Regions from separate parts of the Mus musculus genome. Here region 2 is linked to region 1. Evidence: chromatin contacts called from public HiChIP or PLAC-seq data. All regions are on one chromosome and are shown on one strand. Each heading gives the region's core, a stretch centred on a gene start, on an enhancer-like site or on the middle of the called end of the contact. The rest is flanking DNA. Distances are from core to core; before and after follow the strand shown.

Evidence for each region. HiChIP or PLAC-seq counts read pairs in DNA pulled down with a chosen protein or histone mark.
Region 2: a contact with region 1 is called in an H3K27ac HiChIP or PLAC-seq map of extraembryonic endoderm stem cells, with 2.7 times the contacts expected there. The contact joins two enhancer-like sites. A contact is called at or near these places in 1 of 15 datasets of contacts at CTCF or cohesin (the NIH/3T3 cell line), 15 of 115 datasets of contacts at active chromatin or transcription factors (craniofacial prominence, embryonic basal ganglia, embryonic forebrain and 8 more) and 1 of 9 other capture datasets (embryonic stem cells).

What each region holds. Positions count from the first base shown.
Region 1 is chr19:44,722,623-44,729,598 of GRCm38.p6, forward strand. No RefSeq gene overlaps it. Among named protein-coding and RNA genes, the nearest start is that of Gm35610, 15 kb to the right of the region's middle. Within about 2 kb of position 3,634, at least 87 of the 459 cell types and tissues checked have an H3K27ac peak or open chromatin away from gene starts, as enhancers often do. A contact at or near this core is called in extraembryonic endoderm stem cells, where this site is marked.
Region 2 is chr19:44,897,163-44,903,845 of GRCm38.p6, forward strand. No RefSeq gene overlaps it. Among named protein-coding and RNA genes, the nearest start is that of Slf2, 31 kb to the right of the region's middle. Within about 2 kb of position 2,464, at least 76 of the 459 cell types and tissues checked have an H3K27ac peak or open chromatin away from gene starts, as enhancers often do. A contact at or near this core is called in extraembryonic endoderm stem cells, where this site is marked.

The sequences.
Region 1 (6,976 bases), core at 2,384-4,883:
GAGGTGGTCGGCATAGAAAGACTCTGCTCTTTCTCTAAATTCACAAAGCTTTTCAGACTGTTGGACACCAAGGTTGAGGATGCTCTTGCTTCTGCTGTGGGACAGTGCATCATGCACCAGAGCAGTGCAGTGGAGATGGGGGACCACTTTCTGGTAACCATGCCAACCCATCCTACTGTTCCCGAATTCATCCTACTGCTGGCCACTGGTCAACTCTCCAGGATTAACCCTGAATTTACCTTCTCTTCCTGGGCCTTTTCTTCAGCTCTAATGCCTTGTTCTGGTTTGTCTACTCTGCCATTTCTACTCAAGATCATTCCCCTCCCCCCAATATTCCTTTGGCCTTGAACACTTTTCTAGGTAGCCCAGACCATAGTCCTGCCTGGAATCCCCTAAGTGTATGAGGTAGGTTGGGGCTAGAGTAGGCAAAGTCTGAGGTTACCCACCACCCTCTCCATGCTGGGCTCTAAACCCTAGAGAGAGACAGGTGGGAGCACCTTACCCAGCTCAGTTGACCCAAGCCTCCCCACTCTCCAGGGGTTCAAACTCAAAGAGTACTGGGAAATGTAGTGAATTAATTACCATCAGACCTCGGCCGCTGTTCATCTCTGTAAACAAACATTTTAATATGCTGTAATTAATTACATCTGCCATAGCGACCCTCCTCTCGTTCATCCTTCTTCAGCTTTTCTTCTGCATACCCTGGACCACCCTTCTCCTTCCACCGGGAGCCTGAAAACCTGGCAGGCCCCCTCCTGACCCTCTCCCTCGCCTTCTCGACCCCCAGCAGGTGCTCGCATCTGCCACAACTGCTCTGCAGCTTTTTGTCCCTTTTTGGTCTTTCTGAAAGTCCTTTGTCTCTAATCCTGTCCTGGCCTGGGTTTTCTTCCTCAACCAAGTTTGATGTTAAGAACACATCCTGGAGAGAGGAGGAAATGGAAGAGAAGGGGATCTTCCCCAGGAGCCTGAGCACACTCCTTAGTGAGCTAGGACCAGGCTAATTTACAAGGATTATCTAAAAGTGGGAAGGATCCCTGACCCGTTTTCTGTCTTCATCCCTCCCCTGAGTCCCTCCCTGCCTCCACAGCACCTCAGTTTGAAAAACACAGGGGCAGTCCAGCTGCCCGGGTGAGCCCACCTGGCTAGGCCACAATTACTTCCCTTCAAACACAGAAGGACCACGGCAGGATGATGCCCGTTAGGGTAGATCGTTTAGTACTACCACAGGGCTGCTGCCCCAGCTAGCACGGTGGACCGTATCCTTTTTCTGTGTAGGTTCACCTTGACCTGTGAAGAGCTTGAGCCAGGGCAGGGAAGGGATCACCCTGACCAGAGGTGGAAACCTTAGATGAAAATGAGGAGAGTCACACGCCCAGATCGCCAGGAAGGACAGGGTGAGGGCTGGCCGCCCGAGGGGTTGTTGGCCAGCCAAGTCGTGCTGGGGGAGCCGGGAGCTGGGTGGGCGGGGTAGGGCGGGCGCCACCAGGCGTGGCGCAGGGAACAGAGCAGAATGAAATGCAGATGCAAAACGTGCTCGTAAGAGTTTCCTCTCTCTCTCCATCTGCCAAAGCCGAGATTTTAATCTTTAATCCATGAGCAATCAGCGAGCAGCGGCGAATGGCACATTACAGATGTTTTACTGTCGCGGGCGTTCGCAGCTTCCGTGCTCTGCACAGGCGCGGAGCGCGGGCGCCTCTAACCTTCCCCCCTCCTCTCCTTCCTTCCTCCCCAACCCCACTTAACAATACCCCCCCCCCCCAACCTGCACTCTGCAGGCTGGTTAATAAAGGAAGAGCCGGGAAGCGGGGCCTTTTAACCCTTTCCTACAAGAACTGGGGATTCTGTTCCTGGGGCTACACTGGTGGCACAGGCATGGGCTGCATAAAGGGCCGGATACCATTTATATCTCGCAAGCCGGGTTTTCTTGGTTGAGGGTCATGAAGCCAAGGACGTTGAGTGTCCTGACAGGGAAGTCTTTTCACTTTCCACACCCTTCCAGAACCCAGCATACCGGGCCCACTGGCAGCTCCTGCTATTAGCGCTCCAGATGTTCGGCTGAGCTGAGACTCTGCTTTCCAGATGTTGGGCACCTCTGTTCTCACGCGTGGGACCACCATCCCTTCTGCATGATGAAGGAGGAGAATGTTGTTGTGGTCAGATCTGGGAAGGGAGTCTTGAAGAGCAGCTGATTCAAACCTCACTTGGGAGGGGGCTCCACTCTCTATAATGGAGGTGTGTGTGTGTGTGTGTGTGTGTGTGTGTGTGTGTGTGTGTGTGTGTGTGTTATGCATAGGTCACGGTGACAGGAAAACCAGGACTATTACTCTGAAGCTGCAATCAGGTCCAAGGAATAAATGATGCAGCCCAGGGATCCCTGGCAGTGATCCTAGTTTCTAGAGATATGTTTGTATAATTTTTATGTATTTGTCGCATCGACTAGTCTTGCAAACTCCGAGAGGTCTATCATTGTCTTCGCAGGGTCTAGAATAGGGCCTAGCACATAGTAGATACTTAATAAATGTTTGTTAAAAACACACACACACACACACACACACACCAAAACTCCTGTAAGTCTTGGGTCATGCTTTCTTGGGCCATTACCAAAGAAGTCAGTTCATTCACCTCAGAACAAAAGCATCCGTAGGTAACCTCCCTCCACCAAGACTGCAGCTTAACTGCAGCTTGTCTGCAAGCCTTCAGCTTTTTTCCTACCTCTTTGGTGGATCCTTCCCATTAGACAAGAACTCAGAACGAGAGAGAATGCATCTGAGGAGGGCTTGGAGAGGTGGCCCAGCGCCTAAGACCAGTTTCTGCTTTTGCGGAGGACCTGGGTTCAATTCTCAGCATTGGACATGGTGATTCACCACCATCCATAACTCCAGTTTCAAAGGGACCCAGTGCTCTCTTCTGACCTCAGGTACCAGGTAGTCATGTAGTACACATATATGCATAAATATATATATATTAACAAATCTAATAAGGGAGAGAGAGAGAGAGAGAGAGAGAGAGAGAGAGAGAGAGAGAGACAGGTCTGATAGTACACCAGCGTCCCACTGGCCATCTGCTCTCCCTAGGTCTCTTTGACCTTTCACCCTGAACTCATGGACACCTCTCCCATGTCCACGCCTAAGGCTTCTTCCCCTTGGCATGCCCACAGGCACTTTCTCCTATGGTTCCCAAGGTAGGGGTTTCAAATGTATGCAAGCCCTGTTCCCAAACTGGTCCACGGTTTCACGTCCCAAACCAGGGATCATCCTTTCCCAGGAACTTCCCAATCTCCACACCGAATTTGAATTTTGGGGGTAGGCGTGGGCAGAAAGCAATAATGAGGGAAAGCAGATAAAGCCGGGGAGTGAGGGTGGGAAATGAGATCTAGGATTTCAAAACAAACAAACAAAACACTGGGAGGGGCGGGCAGCTAAAAGAAAGGAGCTGGAGAGCAGAAGGCAGCCATAGACGGAAGCAGAGAGAAACCATTGCTTGGCCCGGGCTGCCGCAGAGAGGCCCACGCAGAGGGGCATCGGCAGATAGAGGATGCCGGGAGAGCGGGGTGCCGGAGGCTCGGCTCGGGCTAGAGGAGAGCCGGGACCCCGGAGGCGCCCTGGCCGGCCGCGGTGGCTGCGAGCCCGCGCTGCCCCAGCCGCCGCCGTCTGTCGCAGGCCGCCCCGAGCCTGGGCCGCGGGGTCCACAGGCGGCCCTGAGAGGCGGCGGCGGCGCGAGGGAAGCCGGGGCGAGAGGCAGCGTAGCCGCGTGTGTGTTTTTATTATTATTATTTCTGATTAAAGAGGAATTCATCTCGTATCTGCCTCCTGCCAGGGGCCGAGGCGCCGCCATTGGGGTTAACGGTGCGGAAGAATACAAAAAAATTTCATTGAGGAGGATTATAAAAGTTACTAGCTGGAACATTAACAGAAGAGTAACTTGTAAAAAATGCAATATTACAATATTCACAAGGACGGCAGAGCGTGGTAAAGCTATAAAATTCAACATTAAAATCTTCCACAGCCTAGATAACCTAGTTAACAAACATGGTATTGGAACTACTTTTCTATTGGGGATGAGGGATACGGTGCCGGGGGCTGATCACACCTCGGCTGAGGGCGGGGTGGGGGCGGGGCGGCCTGGGCTAGCCCCGCCTCTCTCCTACCTCAGCCTCCTTCCCATGAAAATGGGCATAACCAGAACTCTCCTAGGTGGAAAACGCTGGCAGAAAAGCACCTTCAAACGTCGAATGAGTTTGCACGTTTGTGAGGTTTTTTCTTATGTGATGTACTCAGTGAAGAAGAGAGTTCAGGTTGGATTTAGAATTCCTGCATAGGGTGCATACTTCTCTTTAACTGCTGGAAGTATGCATAAAATGTATTTTGAAAGGATTTAATGTGTGATTCAGTGATGTGTTTGTGTGTGTGCATGACTGTGTATGTACTCAAAGTGCACATGGAGAACAACTACATGATATGTGCATGTAAACAGGGTATTCAGGCCAAGGTGATTTGGCATGTACACTGTGTGTTCATATGTATGTGAAATAAGTGACTGTGAGGAACAGATATGTGTATGCACAGTATGTGTGAGTGAGATGTAAGTTTAGACAACATAGGAGCATAGGTATTTATGGAGTACATGTCTGTTCTGTGTGTTCATGTACAATGTGTGTATTTTGGGCAGGCATGGTATAGTTTTCCAAGAAAATATGTTTATATGTGGCACGGTTTCGTGTGCAGGGTACAGACATCAGATGGCATTATGTGGCTTTTAATAGGCGGTATGTTCAAATACTACCAAAAGTATGTTTGCTGTGTTTGCATAATAGGCATGCGTAGACAGTACTTGAGGTATGATACACGAGTGTACAATGCCTGTGTTCAGAGTGTGTGCACCTGAGTGTGATGTGCGTGTATGGGGCTGACTGTGGATGCAAGTGCCCAGATACTTTGTATAGGAGTCTATATCTATGGTGCACTGGTATTTGAGCACATGAATGTACATGCATGAAAGGTGTGTGTGTGTGTGTGTGTGTGTGTGTGTGTGAAACCCATAGACGTGTGAGCTGATAAAGTGTGCACCTGCAGAAACAGAACATTGGTGTCTATCAACCCCTCCAAATGTGATGATCCAAAGCACAGACTCAGGGGACATATCTTGAACTACATGTACTTTCCTGTGTGCTAAGTCTCTATATGACCTTGGGTTCACAGGCTCTAGGTGTCTTAGGGTCACTGTTCACAGTATGGCGACAACACTTATTTCACAGAGTTGTCGTTCTGGTCACATGAGTTAATACTCGCTATGGTGGGAGTAAGAATAGCTGGTGCCCTAAAAATGTTCAAAACAGAGAAGTGTGATTAAGAATCTAGGGGTTAGCTGGGCATGGTGGCTACACACCTTTAATCCCAGCACTTGGGAGGCAGTTGCAAGTGGATCTCTGAGTTCAAGGTCAGCCTGGTCTATAAAGTGAATTTCAGGACAGCCAGGACTACAGAGAGAAACCCTGTCTCAAAAACAAACAAACAAACAAACAAACAAACAAAAGGATTTAGGGCTTGCTGGGAATTGAACTCAGGACCTCTTGAAAAGCAGCCAGTATTCTTTTTTTATTATTATTATTATTATATGTAAGTACACTGTAGCTGTCTTCAGACACACCAGAGGAGGGCATCAGATCTCATTATGGATGGCTATGAGCCACCATGTGGTTGCTGGGATTTGAACTCAGGACCTTCAGAAGAGCAGTCAGTGCTCTTAATCACTGAGCCATCTCTCCAGCCTGCAGCCAGTATTCTTAACAAATAAAAAGATCTAGGGATTAGGAGCAGGAAAGACAACTCAGATTAGCTTCTCTTGCAGAGGACCTAGATCTGGTTCCCAGAACCCACAGGATGGCTCCCAACTGCCTATAACTCTAATTCTAGAGAATCCAATGCCCTCTTCTGGTCTCTTTGGGCACTAGGCCCAGATGTGGTGCAGATATATACACAGGCAACACTCATACACATAAAATTAAAAGGTAGAATTAAAGTTAAGAATCCTGAGATGAATCAATTATCCTGGATTATACAGCACTTGGAAGGCAGAGGCAGATAGATTTTTGTGAGTGTGAGGCCAGCCTGATCTACATATACAGTTCCAGGCCAGCCAGGGTGACATCATCATCATCATCATCTATCCTAGATTATCTGGTTGAGCCTATGCCACCAGAATGATCTTCTCAGAGAAAAACACGCACATTATCAAAGGAGAGCTGAGAACAGAAACATAGGCAGATATGAGGCAGCCATGACCTAGGGGGTGTGGGTGACTTACAAAAGATTCAAACAGGCAAACAAATCCTTCCCCAGGGCCCCGAGAAGAAGTTAAGCCCTGCTAGCACAGTTTCAATTTCAGAACCCCAAAATGTAAGATAATAAATGTGATGTTTAAGATGTTCACAAGTTGGGCTGGAGAGATGGCTTAGCGGCAACTGGAGCTAAGCACTTTCCTGGCTTCCTTAAGCCCTAGGCCCTCCTGTGGCACACAGATATGCACGCAGACAAGACACCCATCCACGTAATAAAATAAAATCTTAAACTGGGTGTGGTGGCGCGCGCCTTTAATCCCAGCACTCGGGAGGCAGAGGCAGATGGAGGCAGAGGCAGATGGATTTCTGAGTTAGAGGCCAGCCTGGTCTACAAAGTGAGTGCCAGGACAGCCAGGGCTACACAGAGAAACCCTGTCTCGAAAAACCAAAAAAAAAAAAAAAAATCTTTTAAAAGATGGTAGCAATTGTTTTTGCAGAAAGAGGAAGTTAGTACACTAATAATGTACCTAGAACGTATCACACATGTCCTAAGTACCTTTAAATGTTTGTAAAATCAATTCTTAAAATACTTGAGGCCCTAGGCAAGGCTGGTATCTACACCTAGCCACCAAACTTGTCTTTTTGGTTTAGTCTGTCTCTGGCTGCCCTTGGGCCCCTGATCTGGATCCTGCCAGAGCC
Region 2 (6,683 bases), core at 1,214-3,713, 170 kb after region 1:
GAGAAGAGAAGAGAAGAGAAGAGAAGAGAAGAGAAGAGAAGAGAAGAGAAGAGGACCTCTGTCCTAAGGCAATTGGTTTTCCCCATACTCCAGTTTCAGAAATGATATCTGTTGCACTTGGTGACTATAATAGTCTGACACATCCTGGCTTTCCCTGTATTGCTGATGTTACGGTGCGGGGAGTGGGGCAGGATAGAGGAGGCTCAGGGAAAACCTAAAAGATCTGCACAGCCTCACACAGAACTCCACAATGTCAGGTGGGAGACTTGTAAGGTCTTTGTCCCCCATTCTTTTCTGCCTCAAATACAGAACCAAGGTCAGACCTGAAGTGACTTGGCCAAGGTCCCATAGTCAGTGGCAGAGCTAGAAGGGGGACCCAAGGTAACCAGCCTTTGACTCCTGGTTCTTTACAAAACTCTGCTATCTTCTACATCCCGCTTATGTCAAAGAGTATGGTGTCCTTCGCCAAGTCGCTGCAGCCACCACAGCCCCCAGGCTGACCTTCCCTCCCACCAAGGAGGACAAGCTTGTTCTCTCTAGAGCAAGATTGGTCTCTTTCCCCAAGGCCAATGCACTGGCGCTCCCCCAGGGCCTGGAAGAGGGAATACACGTTGGGAGAAGCATTTGAACTTTCTCTTCTACTCCAGGGAGATAGCAGAGGCTGACCATTCTTTATCTATTTGGAGGACAAGGAGTGAAGGGGAGGCAGAGCATCTCAAGGACTTGCTGTATCTTCAGAGAGTCCCAGTAATGTTGTCCCTTGATCGCTGTGAATGTGTTTATACCAAAAACACTTCAAATAACCTTTACTCTGTGTCAGTATTCTTCTAAGCATATTACGGATTCATTTGCTAATTATATTTTATGTAAATGTAAGCTGGGCATGGTGGCACATGTCTGTAATACTATCATATAGGAGGCAGAGGCAGGAGTGTCAGGAGTTCAAGGTATGCCTTAAACTACCTAGGAAGTCCCAGGCCAACCCTGGCCCCATGGCAGAAATAACTAGTATGTGTGCATCAAACCATTCTGTCCCCTGGAACTCAGTGTGTGTGGGCCTGTGAAGGGGGCTGGGGACAGAGGACAATGACAGGCCTCCTATTCTATCACTCTCTAACTTACTCCCTGAGACAGGATCTCTCTCTCTCACTGAGACTAACTGCTGGGCTGGGGGCCAGAAAGCCCCAGTGAGGGCCTGGAGAGCTACCTCAGGAGAGGAGAGTGCTTTCTACTTTTGCAGGGTTCAATTTGCAGCACCCACAAATGTAGTTCAATTTCAGGGGCTCTGATGCCTCTGGGTTGGATGTCTTCACCTGCTTCAGAGTCTTCAGCTGCTCTCCGCAGGCAGGAACATGGTGCATGGTCATCCTCGCAGGCAATCGCTCACACAAGCACACCTCCGCAATCTTCCTGTTTCTTCCCCATACACATACCTGGGGTGCTGGGGTTGCATCGGTGCTATGGGTGGCTTTTTTCCTGTGGGTTCTGCATATTTGAAACCATCAGTCTCCCCAACCCAATCTGGCCCCCTCTTTTAACCTTAGATTCTCTTTGCCTCTTGTTCTTGTGCCTGGAATACATTTGCATCTCTTCCGTGGGTGTTTATTGTCAGTTTGCTTCCTAGACTAAAATATTGACCCTGCAGAGATGGGGTGAGGGAAATTCCCTCTGCCTCCACGTTAGCCTGATGGATAAGAGCCAGAGGGTTTGGCTTTCAGTTCCTGCTCAACCAGATCCTAGCTGTGAGGCCTGGGGCAAGCTGTTTACACTCTGACTCAGTGGGACTAATAACAGTATCTACTTCAGAAGAGTACGAGGCTTTAGTAACTTAATCAAATGATATAGAATTACTTTATAAATTAATATTTAATCTCAATCCTCCTGTCTCAGCCTCCCTACTGATCAGATTTCACAAGAGTGCTCCCCCTCCCCCATGCCTTTGTGAAATTTTTAGACCTCACATGAAAGAATGGGGGGGAGGGGGCTTGAGGCTCCTGGCTGATGACAGCATGAGCTATCCAAGAGGGGGGGTGGGCGCTGAAAGCTGTTGCTCTAACAGGCAAGTAAGAATGTCTCAGGTAATAGCCCTCTCAAGAATGTGTGACATCCTGGGGCTGGAGTGTGAACCTCGACCTCTCTTAGGGCCAGATAAGGCAGATAACTTGTGTTCTGTGGATTTCCTCTCTCGATGCAAAGTGCCCCAGAGAAAGACTGAAGTTCAGAGTTCGTTTTCTGTCCTGCTAAGCCTCCAAAGGCCTGGTGGGAAAATATCTACATAGCAGGCTTTGGAAAGGCACATTCCCACGGCCTGGGAATCTTCTCTTTACAGCCAGTACAAGGACTGGGGGCTTCCTGTGATAGGGAGGAAGATTCTAAACATTCCAAAGAGATATGATGTCCTTTGAGTCAGCACAACTCTTGTTTACCACAATCTGGGTCACCCCTGCCCTTGGCTTCTTTGAAGAGCATGTTTCTGCTTGAGATAGGCAGCCCGGACCACAGATAGCTCCCATACCATCCCTATTTAGAGGCTTTCTGCCGGGCTCTGGGAGCTAGGGGTGAGGGGTGTGGTGCCAAGAACCCACGGCCCCCTGGCTCCCTCCCACACAGCAGCCCGCACTGACATCTCTGAGGCCTTTGATTAAAGAGACAAGTGACTTTGCCCATTCTATTGATCAGAATAAATTACTAGGAACTAATTTATGGGCCTCCCCACGGCCGATGACATGGTGGATTGTGCGCTATTGGTCAGTAAATTGGATTGTCAGGCTAGATTATTGGTTCGTATACAGTTATCTCTCATAGCAATATCAGGCAGCTCAGGTAGAGGAGTGAAATCCTTTCTCTGCTGCCAGCCTGCCAGGATGTCAGGCAGGAGGCCTTCTCCTTGGCTGCTGGGGAAGGGCGGGGAGGGGAGAGGAGGAGAGGGGAGGAGAGTTGAGCGAGGCCTCTGTGCAGGATGCTTATTAATTAGTGCAGCATCACAGCATTAAAAGAACATTAGTGTGGAATCGTCTGCAGAGTGATGGGGAAATGACATTGTGGGCCTCCTCCTGATTCTCCAGCTATGGCTCTGTTGGGTAGAAGCAGGGAGGGGGTTGATGAGCAGACAGGGGGATGGGAAAGATAAAGGGTGAGGGGCAAAAAGGGCCACGGGGAGGGGAAGGGAGAGGAAAGGCCATATTTGCTGGGAGTTGCAAGCAGAGCGGATCTGCTAAGTGCCAGCGTCGCTGAGCCACGCTGGGGAAATGGAGCTGCCGTTCTGCTCAGTACATCACAGCCAACGATGAAAAGTTCTGGAGCTGGGATTTCTCAGGCAATTTGGCCAGTGATGCATGGGGCAGTAGATCCTCGCGCACTCTTCCGTGCTTCTGCCAAGCCAGCAATAACAAAAACTTATTTTTTGCCAGGGAAACGGATATGAGTCAGGCAGGCCCATCAGGAGTAAGGGGGGCTTTACCACGCCACTGCGATTTGTACCGCTCCACTGTTTCCCCGAGCTCTAAAGACCTGCCAGGAGGAGACAAAGGCGAGACAATTTCGAGTTCATAGTCCTGTGTCCTCGAAGCATAACAGCGTGCCATAGATGGGGACATTCTGGGCCTGTGGGTTGCAAAGTCAGCGGTCTTTCCTTCGAGCCCACTGAGGAGGGGGGAAGTGGGGTGAGGGGGGTGAGCTGGGGTGCAGCTACAGATTCCCGGAAAAGGTTCACCCCCAACTCCAACCTCCCAAAAGCATGGCAGAAGGAGCCCAGAGTGCAAGAAGGGACCGGAAGAGGATGACAAGCAGGAAGGAATTTGGAGTATCAATCTAGCCATGATTAATGAAAGCATTACTATTTCCAGTTAAGACCATCTGTGCCCTCTCATCATCACGGACTGCCAGGGTCTTTCCCACCCACCCAGACCCTGAGCTATCCAGTCCCTGAAGGGTGGGATTGGAAACCCCACTTAGCTCCCTCCCTCCCTCCCTCCCTCTCCTTCTCCCTCCCTTTCCCCCTCCCCTCCTCTCTTCATGAGCCCTGAGGAGGCCTGTACCTCCTCTGAGGCATGATCAGGAACACAAGCAACCTGTTCCCTGAGCTTCAGGCCCCAGGGCAAACAGTCCTGACTTTAGCTATCACTCATTGGACACTGCCAGTGACCCAGTAAGTAAACTCCCCGTGGGGCAGAGACCCAGGGTTCCCAGCTTGCTTGAGCTACCCCCCACACACACACCCGCCCCCCAAAAATGCCCGGAGGAGGTCTCATTAGTAGCTACAAAGACATCAATATATTTCCTCTTCTTGGTGCTGTTCAGCATGCTGATTTGAGAGAAGAGACTCACACCTTGAACTGAAAATATTCTACACATTCCAAAAGGTACAGGCTTCAAAGGTGAAAACCCCTGGCTAAGCCTCTGGGTGTCTTTTATGCCTACCCCCATCACTCTGCTCTCTGGAAGTTAAACTGTGGTGCCTGAAGAGATGGCACACTGGGTAACCGCTCCCGCTGCCAAGCCCGATGACCTGAGTTTGCTCCCCAGGACCCACACAGTAGAAGAGGTCCAACTCCCACAAGCTATTCTCTGACTTCTACACCTGCACTGTGTACCTCCTCAAGACACACAGAGAGAGAGAGAGATGTATATATGTGTGTGTGTGTGTGTGTGTGTGTGTGTGTGTGTGTGTGTGTGTACATGAGTGAGTGTACACACGTACACATTAAAAACTAAATAGATGTCATTTTTATTTAAATTAAATTGTGGCCCTTGGCTATTTCCATACGAGTTCCTACCCTAACTTAATTGTTCTCCCATTCTACTCTCTGGGGACAAACATGAAGCCAAAGAGGAGAGGCCCTCTATGTCAGAAGAAACAGGACTAGATCCAGCCTGGGACAGTGCCACATCCTCTCTTCTGGCTCTGCTAGGTCTCAGCTTTCATTACAGCAATCCTATGGAAATGAGTCTACCCAGACCCAGAGCACCCCGGCCTCCAAGATGGAAGACTTTGCAAAGCTTCGGGAAAGAAAAGTAGGCCCACTGGCCGCTCTATAAATTAGAGACTCATTAAGAAGAGGCAGGAAGGGCTTTGGAGGCCTGAGCCTTTCGATTTCTTGTTGGGATGGTTTATTGCTATTGTTTCTATTTCATACGTTTATTGCAAAACCAATAAAAATTATCTATTAAGAGCAGGAAACTCATCTTTTGACTTCTTGGTGGAGGTTTCTACAGAATAAACTTTAACTGGTCCAGCATAGCTGCGGGAGAGGAGCAAGCCCTATGGAGTCACGCCCTACTGGAGGCCAGCCAGGCACAGAGCAGGAGTGTCCAGACCAGGGTGAGGGAGGGGACAGACTGGGGAGGCCACACAGTCAGGACTCTTCTACAGAGTCCCTGTCAGCTGGCTGTGTATTTCCATCTGTTGCTTAGTGCCTGCAACCGTGCTGCTTCCCAGCTTCTACTCTGGAGAGACCTCACTTGGAAGGAGACAGCCAAACGCTTGATTTATGGAGCTATTCTTGAAATGAATGTTTATAGAGATGTTTCCAAACAGATGAATAAGATGTCCAAGATCCCAGGAGAAAGGTCTTGTCCAAGTGAAAGAGCAGAGAGCTAACATTTGTGGTATCCTGTTCTGCCATGCTAGGCTCTATGCTACCACCCTTTTTGTTTGGTTTAGTTTTGCACCCCTTTATTAAAATTTTTATTTATGATTGGTGTGGAGTGTGTGTTGGCATGCATATATGGAGGTCACAAGACAATTCTGAAGGGATGGTTCTCTTCTTCCACCTTTTTGTGGGTCCCAGGTATCAAACTTGGTTCTCTAGGCTTGTGAGTATCTTTGCCTGCTGGGTTATCTTGCTGGTCTCTGTACCCCACTTTTTAAGAAAAAAGTATATTTTCTTGGGCTAGGGATGTAGCTCAGTTGGTAGAGAGCTTACATAATATTCATATAGCCTGAGTTTGATCCCCAGGACTACATAAACCATATATGGTGGGGTGGCCTGAATCCTAGCACTTGGGATTCCCAGCACTTCCCAGCAGGAAGACCAGAAGTTCAAGGTCTTTCTTGGCTACGTAGGGAATTTGAGGACAGCCTTGGATATAGGAGACCTTGTCTCAAAATAGAAGTAAGACTTTTTTTTTTAAGTGTATATTCTCTCCATTTTATTAAAAGGGACACTGAAGATGGCAATGTAAGAGATATAACCAGGAACAGAAGACAACATAATTCCCAGCCTGGGAACACTGGTCCTAGAAGTAGTTGCCACCTCTCTGTTGAAGGAAGGATAGGAGATAGGTATTCTCCCTGTGGGCCTCTAGGATGACCCGGAAAAGATTCACAGTCGATTGAGGGGAAGACCACCCAACCATGACTCAAGTTTGAGCCGGCCTGCAGAGTGCCCAACACCCCTAAATCTAGTGTGAAGAACTACAGGGGCCTTCAATAACTGCTCTGTCAGGTCTCAGGATGGTGACTAATGGGCTTAGAGGAGGAGACTGTGAAAAACACACTAGGAAATAAATTTGGGTGATTAAATTTCAAGGCAGTTCATGGAACAGCAACCTGAGGCCTAAACTAAGCCATCAAGTTACTAAGAGAATCAAGATTTCACTTTAACCACCGCTGCCTAGGAACCAGGCCTGAGACTGCAGAGTATTAGTGGGACATGAGAGAGGTCCTCCCACCGAACTTCTGA